Linked DNA regions of Sus scrofa: region 2 is linked to region 1. The links are chromatin contacts, called in public HiChIP or PLAC-seq maps. All regions are on one chromosome and are shown on one strand. Each heading gives the region's core, a stretch centred on a gene start, on an enhancer-like site or on the middle of the called end of the contact. The rest is flanking DNA. Distances are from core to core; before and after follow the strand shown. Region 1 holds the start of ELK3 (ETS domain-containing protein Elk-3). Region 2 holds the start of SNRPF (small nuclear ribonucleoprotein polypeptide F).

Region 1 (5,256 bases), core at 1,520-4,019:
AACTCTGTCCTACATTGTGGAATATTACATCATGAGGGACCCAAAAGATGTGTTGTTTTGTGTACCCAGCATCCATTTTCTCTTTGGTAGATTGTGTTATTTGTTCAGAAGTCTTCCTTCTTCTCTCCCTGTCCTTATTCCTGTCCCACTGACTTTAGACTTGGTCATTTGATTACTTTTCCCAGGGGATTGTAAGTGAACATGAGGGTGTCCCAGTCCTAAGCAGAGGTTTTTAAAAGGCGTCATGTGTCTCCATTCATGTCTCTTGAGCTCCATCCTTCTAGAAAGCCATGTGTCCCATGTTAAACCCATTCCTTCAGGCTGGGTCCCCAAATGAGAAAAACATATGAAGCAGAACTAAACCCTGCCAACTGTTGTTGTGGTGAACCAGAGGGCTGGGGCTGTTTGTTACATGGTATCTTCCCAGCAAAATCTGACTAATACACTTTTGGAAGCCGTGTTTGGGTTTTCTTCTGGAGACTCAGCCCCCCCTCCACTCTTTGTCCTTAGGGTTTGGTTGGGCTGACCCTCCTCCACCCTGCCCCAGCCACACTCCAACACACTGACTGACTCAGTCTCTGGTAAAAGCTCTGCGGATCTTTACTTTTTAAGTTAATTTATTTTTTATTTTGGTCGCACCCTTCGCATACGGAAGTTCCCAGCAAGGGATCAAATCCGAGCCACAGCTGCAGCAATGCTGGATCCTTTAACCCACTGTGCCAGGCCCGAAATCAAACCTGCACCTCTGCAGTGACCTGAGCCACTGCAGAGACAATGCCAAATCTCTAACCTGCTGTGCCATAGCGGGAACTCCAGATCTCTGATGCTCTTATTAAAGCTGAGAGAGTGTCATTCTCTCTCGGCCAGCAGCAATGAATGGCCCTGTCACTTGCTCCATAGGGTTCTGGAAGAAATTTTACTCACACCCCATACAATCCTAACTCCTGTCTGTTTTACAACAAAAGCATAAAAAGAAGAGTCTGGAGAGGAGTTCCCGTTGTGGTGCAGTGGAAATGCCTCTGACTAGTATCCATGAGGCTGTGGTTCCATCCCTGGCTTCGGGCTCAGTGGGTTAAGGATCCAGCGTTGCTGTGACTGTGTTTAGGCTGGCAGCTGTAGCTCTGATTCGACCCTAGCCTGGGAACCTCCATATGCTGCAGGTGCGGCCCTAAAACAAGAGCCAAAAAAAAAGGTTGTGGATTCTATACTACTAAATGCCATCCTCCTTGGCTGCTTTTTGACAGTGAGAAGGAAAACATGGAAAACAAATAGCCATTGTTAGGCACTGAATGTTAACGTCTCCCCTAAATTCGTGCTGAAGCCCTAACCCCCAATATGATGGTACTAAGAGGCTGGGCCTTTGGGAGGTAATTAGGTTTAGCTGAGGTCACGAGGGTGGAGCTCCCATGATGGGATTAGTGCCCTTTACGAGAAGAGACACCAAAGAGCTTGCTTCCTCTCTCTCTCTCTCTCTTCCCAGGGAGCATATCGAGAAAGGCCAGGTGGGGACACAGTAAGAGGCGTCATCTGTAAGCCCCGGAAGAGGGCCCTCGCCAAAAACCGAATTGGCTGGCATCTCCATCTTAGACTTCCCAGACTCCAGAACGGTGACAAAGAAACGGCTGCTGTATAAGCCGCCCCGTCTAAGGCGTTTATCATAGCGGCCTGAGCCAAGACGGCAGTGGCTGGCGCGTGCCAAGTCCAGAAGCTCCGGGCACCTGTACGTTATTCCCTGTGCCTTGAGGAAGAGCAGTGTCAGCTCTGAGTTACTCATTCCAATGAAGAGCTTGCTGTTGGTGGCGCGGACAACTGAAAACACCAGAAAAACGAGAGGTTTTCCTTTGGTTTGGGAAATGCCAGAACCGCCCAGAAGTGTTTCGGGAGTGCCTTGGACAAAGAGGCATTGCGGCAAACTAATTAAAGCTTGATGACAATATGTATGCTTTTTCTCTCTCACACATATTAGGATTCCACAACATACTGTATTGTTGTGAGGACACACAATAAAATGCATGAACGCCACGGGTTTAAGGGATACTTCGGCTTGGCCTTGCCCTGTGCTTTTGAGATAAAGCAACAAGGTGTTCTTAATTGTGCGTAGGAGACTTTTTTTCCTCCTCCAGAAGGATAATAAAATAAGTTGACATTGTCCCAGTCCACAGCTGCATCATACAGGGACATGCAGTGAGCTCTCCTGGGTGCCAGGGGAAGCCCGCTACATTGTAACCATCATCGCTAAAGTGGAAAATGAGCTGTGGCCAATCAAGGGCTTTCCTCCTCCCAACATCTCTTTCTTCTGTCCTCCCCACCTTGCCCTCCGCCCCCCCCCTTCCTGTCTCCCCACCCTTCTCAGAGGCCTGCTGGGCCTTGTCCCACCTCTCAGTGAACTAGCCACACCGGCCCCAAGCAAATGCTGGGAGCCCGAGGGTCCCCTGAGCCCAGGGTTCTGACTGGCACTTGGGGGTCCTAAGGAGAGTAAAATCCAACCCTCCACAGCTAGTCATAGTGAGATGGTCCCAAGCCAACCATCCTCAGAAGGGCTGCAAAAATAAGAAACAAACAAACAAGTGGAGGGACTCGGAAAGGCCATCCTTTGAAACCAACGCCCCCTCCCTGCCCCAGGGATCTGACTTAATTGGTTTGGGCTGTGTGTGGTGATCAAGAGGTTTCAAAGCCCTCCCCAGGTGATTCTAAAGTTTAGCCAGGGCTGAGAACCACCCCAGACCTCCCGCCTCAGGCCCGCAAAGGTGCGGCCAGGCAACTGGTGTTTTAACAAGCCCTCCCCGCGATGCTGGGGCGCGCTGAGGTTTGAGAAGCGCTGGTCTGTGCTGCTAAGGAGCGGAAAATGGAGGGGTCCAGGAGGTGAGCAGTCAGGGGTGGGAGCCTGGGGGCAGGGGGCTGGGGGCGAGGGCCTCTTCCATCCTCACCCTTCTCTCTCCTCTAAGCCTCAGGGCAGTGGACAAGCTCTCGGGTCGGAGCCTGGCCCGGAGCCCTTGGGGGTGGGCTGCCCTTGACGGATAGCGCGGCGTGGAGTCCAATTTTGAGATGATGAAGCCTCAGTCACTTAGCCCGGCGGAGGCTGCCCCTTTGCCTCCGGAGCCCCTAAGCAGGCAGGAAAGTTTGGGCCTGCAGTAGGCCATAGCAAACGGCCAGAAAGGGCTCTTCCTGGAGAATCGTGGCTTCCAGTTTATGGCTTCTCATCCTTTTCCCCAAAGTGGGCCCCCTACTCCGAGCGCTGGCTTTTTTTTTTTTTTTTTTTTTTTTAAATCCCAGACAGGAACTCTGTCCATCCCCGGCCAAAAACTGTGCCTCCTTTGCTGCACAGGCAACATCTTCTCATCCTAAGCAATCACGCCCCCACCCACGATCAAAGCGGCGCCCGGCCCAGAGCAAGCAGACCCCTTTCCCGATGCCCTAGCCCCCCCACTCTCCCGGCCCCGCGGACAGAAAACAGCCCGTCTAGCGGCCTCCCCACTTCGGGCCTCCCCGCCCAGGCCAACCAGGCAGGCAGGCAGGGCAAGACCCCCACTCAGGGGCCCAGCGCGGGGACTCCGGGGGAGCAGAGGGGTCCCCGGTGGTGCCCTATCCCAAGGTCAGCCCCCCGGCGCGTCGGGGGGCAGCGTCCCTGCGTTTCTGGCCGAGTTGCCCGCCCCCCGGTGGGGAGGGGCCGCGGCCACTCGGAGTCGCACGGGGTCCGGAGGCTCCTCCCCGGGGGTGGCCGAGCAGGAAGCGGGGCGCGGCGGGCGGGGGCGCGGGCGCGGTGCGGGGCCCCGGGCGGCGGAGTATGCGCGGGCCTCGGCGGCCAGCCCCGGCGCACAGCCGCGGCCGGGGCGCGCGGCGCGGGGCGGAAAAGCCTGTTTACACAGACTGCACACCGCCTGGGGAATAATGCAGTAAAGGAAGTGAGCCGGCTCGGCCTGACTGCTCCAACTTCCTGCTCTCACACACACCAGAGGAAAAAAAAAAAAAAAAAAAAAAAAAGAGGAGCGAGAGAAAGAAAAAAAAAGGGGGGGAAAATCAGGATCTCATTACAAGAGCCACAGACCGTCTGCAGACGCCTGTCAGCATGGAAATTCGGGGGCTTTCGCCCGGTTCCTCCTAGAAATTCCCCCGAAGAAGGATCTTGAAAGCTCCCCCACATCTGGGTAGGTAGTAGGGTTCGTGCCTGTTGCTTGGACAGTTGCAAAGTTTCGTGGCGGGTGGGGGGGGGTGTCTTTTTTCTTGCTTGCTTTTTCCCTACGGCTTGGGGGGGGGGTGGGACCGGGTGGGCGCCGTGCTGGGGGGCTGCGGGCCTGGGGCGGAGGGCGGCCTCCGAGAGGGGACGCCGCGGGGATGCTCCTGCGGCGGGTTGGCGCGCCGGCCGGGGGGCTGCGGGCACCAGGCGCTGGCACACCCCGCCCTGGGCTGCGCTGCGAGCCGGGAGGAGGGGGCGCGCGGGAGAGTTGGGGGGGACGGTGAGACTCGGGGTCCCTGGGAAGAACGGTGACTGGCGCGGGCTGCGTGCCTGGTGGCTGGACCACCGCCGACCTTCAGCCGGGGCTGGGGAGCCCCCCAGAGTGGCGGTGGGCACCGATGCTCGGATCCAGGGAAAGGACAGGGGTGGAGAGGGAAGCGGAGGGCGTGGGGAGCGAAGCCGAGGGGCTGGGGGGAGCGTCCCCTCGGGCTCGGCAGGTGACCCCCCGCCCGGGTCGCCGCCCCAGGCGCACGCCCAGCCGGACCTTTAAAAGCTAGTGGCGTTATTACTGGACACGGGTTTGGAGGAGGACCGGGCAGGAGATGATTTTGGAGCCCCCGGCACTTGAGGACGAGGCGTTTTCGCTTGCAACTGAATGCTGGCCTGTAATGCTACTGTAACTTTTGAGGGAGGAATTACGGTTTTGGAGGGTTAAAAAAGAAAAGAGGGCTCGGTTTTGTTAGGTTTTCTGAACCGAATCACCCCGAGGACAAGCTGCCGTTAGGCGGCGGGTGGGGGTGGGAGAAAGAAATGTTATTTCAGAAACTGCAAAAGGGGCTTTTTAGAAGAAGAAGAAGAAAAAAGAAAAAAAAAAAAAACAAAACACACACACACACAGTGTCGGGAGAGTTTCTGGCTTGTCTGGAAACGGCAAGACTAATTGCCATGCGCTTCCGCTTTGAAACTGGCAGCAGACAGCATCTTGAAAATGACTCACTAGAGGAGCTCACAAAGAAACTGTGGTTTGCTCCTTCTCAGGTTTATGTATTTGTGCCTTTTACAGTTTCCTTTGTAGTGTTCGA
Region 2 (5,256 bases), core at 1,305-3,804, 270 kb before region 1:
AAGTTTTCAAATTCCACAAGGGCAAAATTTACATGTCCATTATATTCACCTCAATAAATATTTCGTGGTCATTTAATAAATTGCCTTTTAGATGTATGTTTACCCTGGAATTTTGGGCTTACATGCTGAGTAGTAGTGTAACTCAGACCTTAGCAAAATGTTCACCCTCATTAATAACTGATAATAAATTACCACATGTGCATAATGCAGAGTATAGAATGCATAATATGGAGACATTAAACTACATTTTAGAAGAATTTTTAATTATATGACAACCTGCTCAACATAAAGTGAAGAAAACAAGTTAAAAAGCTATGTCGACATCTTGGAAATAAAAAAGTGCAGCGTTCCTGCTGTGATGCAGAGGGTTGAGAATCTGGCATTACTGCAGCTGCAGCTCAGATTAGGTCTCTGGCCCTCAAACTTTCATATGACGTGAGTGCAGCCAAAAAAGAAAAAAAAAACTGCAAGTGCCTGTGTTACAATAAATAGTATACCCCAAAAGTTAATAGTTGTTTCTGCGATTGGTGATACCAGTGATTTTTTTAGAAATTATATATTTTCCAAATTCTCACAAAATATATGTGTAGCATTTATGATTAGAAAAATGTCAATGACCTTATATCCACTTTGTTTTCTAATAAGATTAAGACTACAAAAGGAGAAAAAAAACAACTTTAAACCCAACTATCTTTTCAAAGATTACAGCCATATTTTGTTTCACTTTGCTGAGAAAACAGAAAAAAAAATCAGAGTTCTGAAGTATATATTGAGCTTTTAAAAGGTAACTTAATTATTAAGTTAAAAAAGCAGTTTTTCAGGTTGTAACCCAGCTGTGTGGTGCTGAGCAAGTTAGCTACCTGATGAGCCTATTTCCTTATCTCTAAAATGGAGCTATAACCACCAAATCATAGACTTTGTGGTACGATTTCCATAACAATTGTGAAGAAGCCTGGCATAGCGGAAGAAATCAAAGCCTGTACAAAGGCTAAATATTCGTTAAATGACCAAAGGACTAAGGAGAAAATCCACTGAATTTTGGCTTAAATAATTTCAACTGTTTGGCATAAACGACACTAGAGCAAAATTACTGCGCTTTCCTGGTGTTCTTTATCATTTAGATGGACACCATTAAAGTAAAATTAAGATCTACCAAACCCTTACATAGCCAAGGATAGTTCCAGCCTCTTTCACATTAATTACTATCTCACAGCCTTGCAGATAGAACTGTTTTTAAAGCCACATGAAACTGAGGAAGCAAACGCCTTCGGGAGTTAAGAAACTGCCCAATACCATTCCCACGTGATAGACGTTCTAAACTCAGACTGCCTCTAAAGTCTTAGCCACTACTCCACAATACCGCAACATTTAAATCTCAATTTTTTCTTCTTTCTTCTTATTTGTCTTTTTGTCTTTTCAAGGGCCGCTGCCGTAGCATATGGAGGTTCCCAGGCTAGGGGTCTAATCCGAGCTATTGCTACCGGCCTACACCACAGCCACAGCAATGTAGGATCGCAGCCGGATTGTGACCTACACCACAGCTCACGGCAACGCCGGACCCTTAACCTCCTTAACCCGCTGAGCAAGGCCAGGGATAGAACCCGCAACCTCATGGTTCCTAGTCGGATTTGTTAACCACTGAGCCACGACGGGAACTCCATAAATTTCAATTTCAAATTCAACTCCTTAGGGCTGCAAAAACAAAAAACAAAAAAGAAAAAAAAATTTTTTTAAAAGAATGTATATATGTGTATGATTGTGTCATTTTGCTGTACAACAGAAACTGGCACAATGTTGTAATTCAGCTATACTGAATTTATATGCAATTTATTTATAATATATATTACATGTATATAAATTTATATCCAAAATGTTTTAGATATATATATATTTGAAAAAAATAAATCCAGTATGAGGACTGTAGTGGGCCTCTGCTCGCAAAGCACAAGAAACAGGTGGACCGGGAGGCCACCACACCGTATTTTAGTCTCTGTCTGACCTCATCTGAAAAATATTCTGCAGTTGACTTTCTTCCGGTGCGTTTCACCTCCTTAAGTCTATCTAGTCTTGCTTCTTCCACTTCCTCTGAGATGGGGTGAAATGAGCACTACAGAATAGAGAGCCATCAGGTAGAACGGGACTGTGGCAGAGGAGTCCCCATGGCTCAGGATCTGTGGGAAAATGAAGAAGAAACTTGAGAGCCCCGAGCTCGTTTTCCCAGGTGTGCAAAGCCAAAGGAAACTCCACCAGCCAAGTTGGCGAGAAATCACGTCCATTCTGCAGGACAGACAGCAAACCCTCGAGGCAGGCGAGCAAACAGGCAACTCGAGCCACCTCTCTGCCTTTGCAGTGCCGCAGGTATCAGACCCATGCTGCTGAAGGTTTCCTATTTCCTGCCCCCGCCGGGAAGGCGCTCGGAAACTCGAGCCTGCTGGTTGCCAGGAGACAGGCCCCAGTCACTTCCGCCAATCAGCACGCATCTTTTTGCATCCAATCACAGAAGCCGGAAGAGCCGTAGTCGGAGGGGAAAGGTCACGCTGCTATTTGGCGGCCATTTCTCTGGAAGCTTGGTGGCTGGGAAGTTGCTGTAGCCAACTCCAGTCCACGAGGGCCGGACGGCGCTGAGTCGGCGGCGGGTAGTCTGCAGCATCTGCCCACTACAGCAGCAGTAGTCGCGATGGTAAGGAGAAAGAGAAGGTCAGAGTCGCCCGTGTGGGGGAGAGAGAGAGAGAGAGAGGGCGGGAGGGCGGGTGACCAGCTTCGCCGGGCCTTCGCGCGTTTCCCATTCATCCGCGTGAGGCCCCGCGCAGCCTGTGGCCAGCCCCTTTCTGCCAGTTCTGGGTGTCTGACGCACGCCCTCCTTCCCCTCCCTAGGAATGTCCCCTTCCCCCTCTTCTTCGTTTGAATCTGAGCCTGAGCTGCTCTTGCTGCCTGGGACCACAGAGTTGGAGTAAAGATGAAGCGGTTTTTCACGTACAGCTTACAGCACTCCAAAATCCGCTTTTGTCTGGTGATGCTGGGAAGCCCTGCAGCCCTTTGGAATACTGAGCCCGAGCTTTGAGCATTCATTTGTTCTCTTAGCAAATTTTTACTGAGCTCCTGCTACCTGTCAGGTGTGTTCTAGGAACTAGGACTATAGGGCGAGAAGTACTGGTGTGGCCCCTGCTCCAGTTTAAGTCGGTGTGAGAGAGAGAGAGACATTGATCAAATAACGACAAATACATAATTTCAAATAAAGTTAGTGCTAAGGAGGAAGCACACAGGATGCTATGAGGGGGTACCATGCTACGTTAGAAGTGTTTAAGGATGGCATCTTTGGGAGAAGGGATTTAACCTGAAACTTAAACGATATGAAATACACACCCTTAAAGAGGCGGAAGAGTGTATACACCAAGCTCAGGAAACATGAGCATAGACTCTGAGCCTCGAAAGAAAGCCTGACCAGTTGGAGGAATTGAGAGAAAGCCACAGCTGCTTGCTAGGATGGAGTGTTGGGCAAGTATTAGGCAGTTTTAGGAGGTCTGAGTTCTACTCCCGGGTCTACTTTGGAAAGCCATCAAAACATTTTAGGTAGAGATATGATGTGATAAAAAATACTTGCCGTGTGGCTAATAAATTGGAGAAAGAAAAGAGTGAAGACCATAGAACTATTTGAGATCACTCTGAGTATGCTTATCCTAGAGGGGTTTAGTAGCCAAGTTTCTTGGTTCTTTTCTCTCTTTGGGTGGATGGGCCAACAGATGAAGGAAGGGGGAAAAGTCTGAATTCGTTGGAGATACTGTTGCATTTGCTGAATAAACAAACATTAAGTGATTGATTGCCTATATGTAGGAGTCACTGCTAAGTCAAATAAGATCCAGGCCTACCTTTTCATAGTGAGAGACTCAATTATGATCTGCCCCTGCCTCTTCAGTAACTTCATACAAAACTAACTTTTATGTCCCTGAGATCACCTTGCCGAGTCATTCTTCCCTCCTTTTGCATAGGTAGCCTCCTCTGCCTAGAATAGCCTCTTTCCCTCTGGAAATATCTGTCATCCTTTAAAACAGGCATTTACTTACTTCAGGCAACTCTTCCATTTCTCTTAACACTGGATTGTTTGGTATCATGTAATAGCATTCTCCTCTTACTACATTACAAAGTAATTGCCCACTCGTGTATGTTTTGACCCTTCCCTCCCACTGTAGGTCTCTTAAGGACAGGGACTGTCATCTGCCTTTTTTTTTTTTTTTCTTTTTTTTCTATTGCCTTTTCCTTGGTTTCATTATATTTTTGGAACAGTGAGTGAATGTTTCTTAAGTGAACATTGAATAAGTCTTGATGGGGTTGATGAAATTGACTGGCTGGATATTTCTTTGAAGTTCTTCCACAAATAAAAGTGAAAATTATGTAATAACGTGAGATGGAGTCAAGAGTTTGCTTCATTTGGATACCACAGCATATTGGTAATTTGGCAGAAAAGAGTAGGTAATAGAAACCAAGCTAAAGAAACTTATTCAGTTGGGTTCTTTTTTTGTTTTTGTTTTGCAGAGTTTGCCTCTCAATCCCAAACCTTTCCTCAATGGGTTAACAGGGAAGCCAGTGATGGTGAAACTTAAGTGGGGAATGGAGTACAAAGGCTACCTGGTGTCTGTAGATGGCTATATGAATATGCAGGTAAGTGGAAGAGTTATGAAGATCATTAGATTGTATTTATTTTTCTTCATGTGACTTCTCAAAGGTTTGGTGTGACTTACAGGGATATAATTAATTGACAAACAAAGCAAAATTAAGGGGTCAAATCAAGGCTAAGGAGGATGTTATAATTTGATGAACTTTGTATGAGACATATTAAAAATTCAGCCACAGGAGTTCCCCGTCGTGGCGCAGTGGTTAACGGGCCCGACTAGAAACCATGAGGTTGCGGGTTCGGTCCCTGCCCTTGCTCAGTGGGTTAAGGATCGGGCGTTGCCGTGAGCTGTGGTGTAGGTTGCAGACGCGGCTCAGATCCCGCGTTGCTGTGGCTCTGGCGTAGGCCGGTGGCTGTGGCTCCGATTCAACCCCTAGCCTGGGAACCTCCATATGCCGCGGGAGCGGCCCAAGAAATAGCAACAACAACAACAACAACAAAAAGACAAAAGACAAAAAAAAAAAAAAAATTCAGCCACAGATTTGATTCCCAGGTGGTTAAAAGTAAGAAGAGCTCAGGCGTTTGATTCACAATGTCATAAGAAAAATATACTGATTTGTGGGGAAAGCAAAACATCCCAGCACTTG

What was found. HiChIP or PLAC-seq counts read pairs in DNA pulled down with a chosen protein or histone mark.
Region 2: a contact with region 1 is called in an H3K27ac HiChIP or PLAC-seq map of alveolar macrophages. The contact joins the promoter of SNRPF here to the promoter of ELK3 in region 1. A contact is called at or near these places in 2 of 47 Hi-C or Micro-C datasets (embryonic fibroblasts and liver) and 1 of 2 datasets of contacts at active chromatin or transcription factors (alveolar macrophages).

Annotation. Positions count from the first base shown.
Region 1 is chr5:87,352,714-87,357,969 of Sscrofa11.1, reverse strand. ELK3 (ETS domain-containing protein Elk-3) reads left to right here and starts at 2,769. Exons shown (of 5, transcript XM_021092733.1): 1 at 2,769-2,862. LOC110260790 (a long non-coding RNA gene) reads left to right here. Exons shown (of 4, transcript XR_002344245.1): 4 at 1,481-2,297.
Region 2 is chr5:87,620,161-87,625,416 of Sscrofa11.1, reverse strand. SNRPF (small nuclear ribonucleoprotein polypeptide F) reads left to right here and starts at 2,554. Exons shown (of 4, transcript NM_001190213.1): 1 at 2,554-2,680; 2 at 4,531-4,656. The coding sequence starts at 2,678.